Linked DNA regions of Bos taurus: region 1 is linked to region 2. Evidence: chromatin contacts called from public Hi-C data. All regions are on one chromosome and are shown on one strand. Each heading gives the region's core, a stretch centred on a gene start, on an enhancer-like site or on the middle of the called end of the contact. The rest is flanking DNA. Distances are from core to core; before and after follow the strand shown.

What was found. Hi-C and Micro-C count contacts between places; a contact is called where the count stands out from the background.
Region 1: a Hi-C map of skin fibroblasts shows a contact between it and region 2, with 3 times the contacts expected there. The contact joins the promoter of LY6G5C here to the promoter of CFB in region 2. A contact is called at or near these places in 2 of 11 Hi-C or Micro-C datasets (liver and skin fibroblasts).

The regions. Positions count from the first base shown.
Region 1 is chr23:27,621,227-27,624,829 of ARS-UCD2.0, forward strand. It overlaps LY6G5C (lymphocyte antigen 6 family member G5C), which reads left to right and starts at 1,637. Exons shown (of 3, transcript XM_024984084.2): 1 at 1,637-1,652; 2 at 2,730-2,897. The coding sequence starts at 1,637.
Region 2 is chr23:27,419,542-27,422,756 of ARS-UCD2.0, forward strand. It overlaps CFB (complement factor B), which reads right to left and starts at 1,836. Exons shown (of 18, transcript NM_001040526.1): 1 at 1,663-1,836; 2 at 1,333-1,566; 3 at 714-899; 4 at 395-568; 5 at 74-175. The coding sequence starts at 1,726. It overlaps C2 (complement C2), which reads right to left. Exons shown (of 18, transcript NM_001034492.1): 16 at 3,062-3,188; 17 at 2,854-2,903; 18 at 2,270-2,716. The coding sequence ends at 2,546.

The sequences.
Region 1 (3,603 bases), core at 387-2,886, 200 kb after region 2:
CCGAGGACTTTCCGTAGCCCACCCGACCCTTAAAGCTAAAAACCTGAGTCTTTCACACAGACTGATCTGGCCAGATTTCGACGGAGCAGGCGAGGTGGGCCCAGGAGGCCCCCCGGCGGAGGGAGCGTATGGGGCGCCTGGCGCAGCATCCGGGTATGGGAGGGATGTTGGCACCAAAGTGCCACCTTCCGGGGAAGCCGCATAGTACTTTAGGTGATCCGGCAGGGCAAGCTTCCCTGGTGGCTCAGTCGGTAAAGAATTCACCTGCAGTGCGCGAGACCTGGGTTCAATCCCTGGGTTGGGAAGATCCCCTGGAGGAGGGCATGGCAACCCACTTCAATATTCTTGCTTGGAGAATCCCCATAGACAGAGGAGCCTGGAGGGCTACAGTCCATGGAGTCGCCAAGAGTCGGACACGACTGAGCGACTAAGTATACACACACACACCCCTGAGCGACTAAGTGTACACACACACACACACACACACACACACACACCAGGGCAGGATGCCTGGGTCCCCACGAAGCGACACACACACACACACACACCAGGGCAGGATGCCTGGGTCCCCACGAAGCGACACACACACACACACCAGGGCAGGATGCCTGGGTCCCCACGAAGCGCGCGACTCGACCTTCTCAGGTTTCTCTCCAGCCGCCTGGCCAAGAGCTGAGCTTGGGCTGGGGGCCGCCCTCGCGTCTTCCCAAAAGCCCTGAGGTGCAGCCAGGCACGGAGAGCGAGCTCACAGCGCCAGAGCCGGTGGGCACCGGAGATCAGACCCACTGACCTGCGGTTGAGCTGAGGCGGGACCGGAAAAGCAGGGGGGTGGGGGTGTATGGAACGGCTCTGGTTTTCTGGCACCCCTACTGGACTGAGTAGGGTCACTCACGACTCAGGTGTCCTCGCTTTTGGATTTCTGACACGTCTTCCCCATCCTGAAAAATAGTATCACAGTCATCCCCTTTTGCAAGTCCCTTCCTCACCTCACAGTCCAAGTCCAAATCTGTCTAGTCTTCCTTCTAATGCTGCTCAGAGTCATTCACTTGTCGGCTTCCCTCTCTTCTGCTAGACCAGGCCGCCATCTTGTGACTGAACTCAGGAATAGCTTCCTAACTGATTTCCCCGCCTCAGAAATCTTTTACAAACAGAAATCTGATCTTGTACTCTTCTGCTGAAATCTCTTTGTCAGTGGTTTGCACTGCCCAAGTTCTCCCAGAAACACTCTTCCCCTTACTCCCTCATTGTTGACTGGTCTCTCATTCTAGATTGTGCTCTGTGAGGGTAGGGACTTTGTGCAGTATTGTATCCCCAATACCTGATGCAGTGATCTAACGAATGTCTGTTGAATTAATATGAAAGAAGGTTCCCCTCTCCTTCCCCCATCTCCCCCATCCTTGTTTCCAAACCAGGATGTTAGGGCCATGGGTGAGGACACTCAGTCTCTTGGCTGTAGATTCTAGCATTGATTTCCACTCCAAAAGGATGTTGCCTCCCCCTTTCCTCTTTGCCCACTTCTCTTCAGCCAATATAAGGCCAAAGTGGAGGCTGGTGGGCAGTCATGTATGTTATGGAAGGCCATGCAGGTAACCAGAATCAAACCCTGTACATAGTCCTCTTAATAGTGCTGGTCACGATGAGCTTGGTGTTTGGTAAGTGTTTCAATGGGGTCAGAAGGGTTTCCTAACCTGCTGGATACAGAAACCCTGATACCAAGTATCTGAATACATGTACCAAGAACATTCAGGTAAAACCAGTCAGGAGGAAAGATGGGATGGGTGGGCGTGGTGGGATAATATCAGACTGATAACAGACTGATATTCACTCTGAGGAAGATTGCTGGTGACTACCCCAAGGCTGTCTCACTCAACGGCAATAACCTAAATGGAGATACTAAGGGGAATCTCTTCGAATCTGAGGGCAATACAGAATGGGGAGGGTTGGGGGAACGTGCCAGATGACAGCCTCAGGATACACAGCGTAGAACAAGGCTAAGTTCAGCCTGATAACTCCACTTGGGTGCAAAGCACCGTCTACACAGAAACCAGATCCAAAGTGTTTGCTCAGCATCTGCTTCATACAAGTGCTCTGCTGGGTCTGAAAGTGGGTTTTGGGGGCTCAGTAACATGTGATCTGGGCCCGGGACCAGAGGAGGAGGGAGATGAATATGGTGTAGTTGGGGAGGGCTTTGGTGGACAACGTTTCATGAGTCTGTTCAGTGAAAGGACAACCAAACAAAGAATGTGGCCCTGGGCTGTTTGAAGTCTCCTGGCTACAGAAAGGAGAGATTCTTCCTGTCCTGTGATGATACGCTCTGAGGTTTTCACACTCTGAACATTACAGATTAAGAAAGCATATTCAAAAGAGAATCTGGGGGTTGGGTGAGGGACAGTGAAACCAAGTCACAGAGGAAGCACTGTCTTAACAGGGCTGCTAAAAGTTGGAATGAACTGCCTTGGCCTAACCTTTAATTTAGAGGCTTGTAGAGTGCTAAGCATGTTAGCCCCTCAAATGCATGTTGAATGAATGAGTTCCTCATTTCAAGAGGTATGAGAGTAGAGAGTGGAGATTTTTTATGAGAACTAAAGCTTCTGATGTTAGATTAAGCCTGATATTTTTCAGGAATTGGTGATTTTATGGTTTTCTGAGTAGGGAGGTAGGAGGGAACAGTGGGGTTGATCAGTCTGGGAATTAAGTGGGTTTGGGGTCAGTGTTTCTCTGTGTTCCAGGTCAGTCTGAGATATATGATCAAGAACCCATTAGACAGAAATATTTCAACGAATACCTAAGCTGCTATCGATGCCTCTTTGAGACCAAGGAGTTGGGATGCCTTCTGGGATCTGACACCTGCCTTGTCCCAAAGGGCAGCAGCTGCATGACTCTGCTCATAAAGAACAGTAAGCTGCCTCTTCCTTTCATCTTGGGTCCAGTCCATTCCCGAACTGAGTCTTTACCAGCCTTCTAAGCGGCACCCCAACTGGTTCCCACAACTCTAAGATACTGTTCTATCACTCCCTCTCTCCTTTCCTTTAGAGCTACTCCACATCGCTACTTCCATTCCTCTTGCCTTCTTGGCTCACCCTCCTTATAACACCCAGCCTCGCAGGCCTGGAGTTCCCAGATCCGCTGGCCTTTCCTCGGGCTGCCTTCTCCCCGTCTGTCAGCAGTAGTTCCTGCCAGCACCATTCTTCTGCTACCTCTTCCACTGCTTCTTCTCAGCCTCTTTCACTGAGTCTTGCCTTTTTCTTCGGGAGCCTTAACAGTTCGTGTTCACCAGAGTTTGGTCTTTTGCTGTCTTCCTCTTTACTCTCCCAGAGGAACTCTTTTAAAAAACATTTATTTATTTAAGGTGCACCAGGTCTTAGTTGCTTCATGGGATCTTAGTTGCTTAGTGGGATCTTTCGGTTGCAGCATGCGGGATCTAGTTCCCTGACCAGGGATCAAACCTGGGGCCCCTGCATTAGGATCTCAGAGTCTTGGCCACTGGACCACCAGGGAAGTCCCTGTCACTGTGTTTTGAATGGCTCTTTCCCACCAACCTTCCATGGGAAACTTCCACAGAGTTCATGGCTGGTGACTCCCTGGCATTCCCTGACCCTGTCC
Region 2 (3,215 bases), core at 586-3,085:
ACAAAGAGGTCTCCTGCCCCTTCTCCACCCCATGCCCAACTCCCTGCCCCGCCTCCCCTCTCTGCCTTCAAACCTGGGCTATGTCCATCCTCGGCATCAACTCCTTCTATGGTCTCTGTCAGGGAAGACAGGAAAGCTTCGGCCACCTCTGCAGGAGTGTCGTACATAAAGGAGTCTGGGAGAGATCAGAGAGCAGGTCAAATGTCTGGGAGGGTCAGGGACACTGACACGAGATGGTGGGCTTCAGGGGCGGGAAGGGCTTAGAAGTTCTTCAGGGAGATTTAGAGAAGGGAGGAAGGAGCTGGATGGTGGCAGTGAGAGAAGGCAGTGCGCTCCTGAGGGGATGTGCAGATGGGAGAGCAGGGTCTGACTTGAGGGTACAGATAAGGGTCACCTTGGCAGGAAGGCTCCGTTCCACTCCAAGAGCCACCTTCCAGGCATGTTCGCTGCTCAGAACCACGTAGAGTGAGCCCCCGGTTGCAGTAGTAGGTGACACGGTCTTCAAGGCGGTACTGGCTGCCCACCTTCCTCGTGCCAAGGGGGATGCCCGGGTTGGGGCAGTACGTCGCTGCAGAAGTGTAAGACACACTGGTGAGGGCCAAAGCCTGGGGCCCAAAGGGCAAGGCAGAGAACCGAGAGCTGTGGCACTGGTTCCTCAGGCTGCGGGTGGTCAGGGAGAAGGAGCTGTTGTGGACAGGGGGGACGGTTCTCACCTCCATCATCACAGATGGCCGTTTCCCCATCCCACCGACCATTCCCTTGGCAGGTGCGATTGGCAGAGCCCCGAAGAGTGTAGCCATCATAGCAGCGGAAAGAGATCTCATCGCTCAAATTGTAGTAGGCAGCCCGGGGCCAGTACTCCCCATTCTCAAAATCCTGTGGTCTGGGACAGCGAATTGCTTTGGGGGCAAGGGGGTGGAGACCAAGTAGAAGTTACTGGAAGGGAAGGGCTGCCCTTTAGGATAACCCTTCTGGTCTCAGGGACCCTGTCACTGAGAAATACCACTTCTGGGCCTCACAGAATAGCTACTACCTTCAACCCCTGGAGGAACCTCCACCCATAAGGAGTACTGCTGCTCCCCGCTCCCCATTTCTAAGTGTTCTTTGAACTACCGGGACTGCTTGACACAGGGTAAATGCTTAGTAAAGTCTAGCTCCCCTTCCTTCTCTCTCCATCCCACCTCCAACCCTCGCTCAGCTCTGACCCGTGCTCAGCCCAACTTGTCAGCCTGCCTGGTCTCCACTCAAGCCTAGACTTATCCAAGTCTGGACCTTGGCTGCCACCTGCTCCGTCCCACAGCCAGCCCATGCCCATCCTCACTGCCCTCCAACCTTTGCATTCAGCCCTCTTGACAATCTTTCTGTCTTGAGTCTGCAGGGTGCTCCAGGACCCTGTGGATCTGCAGGTGCGAATCTGCGTGGGGTATGGGTAGAAGCCAGAAGGACACAAGTACTCCAGCACCTGGCCCGCCTTGAGAAGCCGGAAGGAGCCACCTTTGATCTCTACTCCCTCCAGAGAGCAGGGGCTTTGGGGCCCAGCCTCAGGCAATGGCGTCATGCCCACACCTAAAGAGAAAAGTTGGTGAGGCCCAGCCTCACAAGGCCGAGGACGGATCGTGGGGGAAGCAGGAGTGGAGGGAGGGGGGCTGTGATCTCACTTACCTCCACACAAGAGGCCCAGGATCAAGGGTACCAGGCAGAGTCGGGGGTTGTGACCAATCCCCATGGTGACCCGGGGCTGGGGGGCAGGAGGGCCTCTCCTGGCTTCTGCTGCAAGTCTGCTTGGCTTGATGGCCAAGCTGAAACTTTAGACCTGAGCCTAGTCACACTCCCTTCCCCTGCCCCCCACAACCTCCAGCCTTTTATGCAATCCTGTTCTGGCACCTGCTGTTCACCCCACCCTCCCTACCCACATCACTTTCCGGAATGTCCAAGCGGGGAGGGCCCCACTGAGCTGCCAATCAAGGAAACAGAAACTGCAAAAACTCCACCTTTGGCTCCCCAAGGTCCAGGACTCAGCCAGTCAACACCTCCTCTCCGCCCCTGGTCCTGTCCAACAAGCCCAGACCTCCCCTTGGGGACTAGATATAAGATCCACACTGCGCGCCGCCCCCCCCTACCCCCTGCTGCTGACTCTGTTAAGGAACAGAGTTCAGCCACTGTTTGTCCAGCAAGGTCTCTGACCTGCCTTCTTGGCGGTTCCTGGAATTATTCTGGCCTTTTTCTCCCCTCCCAGGCCAGCCCCTAGGCAGAGGCACAGACAAATGTGGGGATCACTGGCTTTTTATTAATTTCATAACTGGGTAATTTCCTATGTAAGGAGAAGGAGAGTGAGCCAAGTACAGCAGAGGGTGGGGTCAGCGCTGGGAGGAGCGCCGGGGATTCCCTAGTGTGGATGTGCCTCTGCCCTGGAATCCTGGAGGCGGGAATGTGTTCAAAGCAAGGAGTGCAGATGGGTCATGGAGGCTGAGGGTGGGCATTCAGAGGTAGGAGACTGGAGAGACAGCAGGTCCTGGCAGGTCAGCAGAGGGCTCGGTGGCCAAGATTAGAGGGGCACAAAGTTCAGGATGCCCTCCAGATGCTGCCTGAGCCAGGGCTGCAGGCGGAAGAGGTTGATGTGGAAATCTCGCGGGACCTTGCCATGGGGCGCAGGTTTGCGGGAGTTCTTACTGGAGCCGCCACAGGGGTTGTAGAGACCCCAGCTCACCAGGCCCACCTAGAAGAGGGAAAGGTTGGAGTGGGGGGCTTCCCCTGTCCCAGCCCCAACCTCCTTAGGTCCTTCAAAGGTCTGCCTCATCCCCCAACAAGGCCAAGATCCCGTGACTCCAGTCCTGCAAACTTCTCCCTTCTCACCTGAAAAAACCTGAGTCTCCGCTCAAGGAAAACTGCTCCTCCAGATTCTCCTACCAGAAAGGAGGGACAGAGACTGTCATCCTGCCAACCATCACCGCTGCATCAGGGCGTGCATGCTGGCCACAAGGGACATCGGTGGCCTTCCCCTGGGGAATCTGGACTCCAGGGTGGGGGTTGGGGATGGAAAGTGGGCGGAGGAGGGGCTCACCCTTGCAGGGACTGTCATCCCCCTGGGTCCCACTGCATAGGAACTGGTCTGTCACCACCTCTCTGACATCTGTCAGGTTGGGGAACGTGGTTTTGTCTTTGAGGACGACCTTGACACAGTTTGTCCACTGCAGGAGGGGCAGAAGAGGACACAA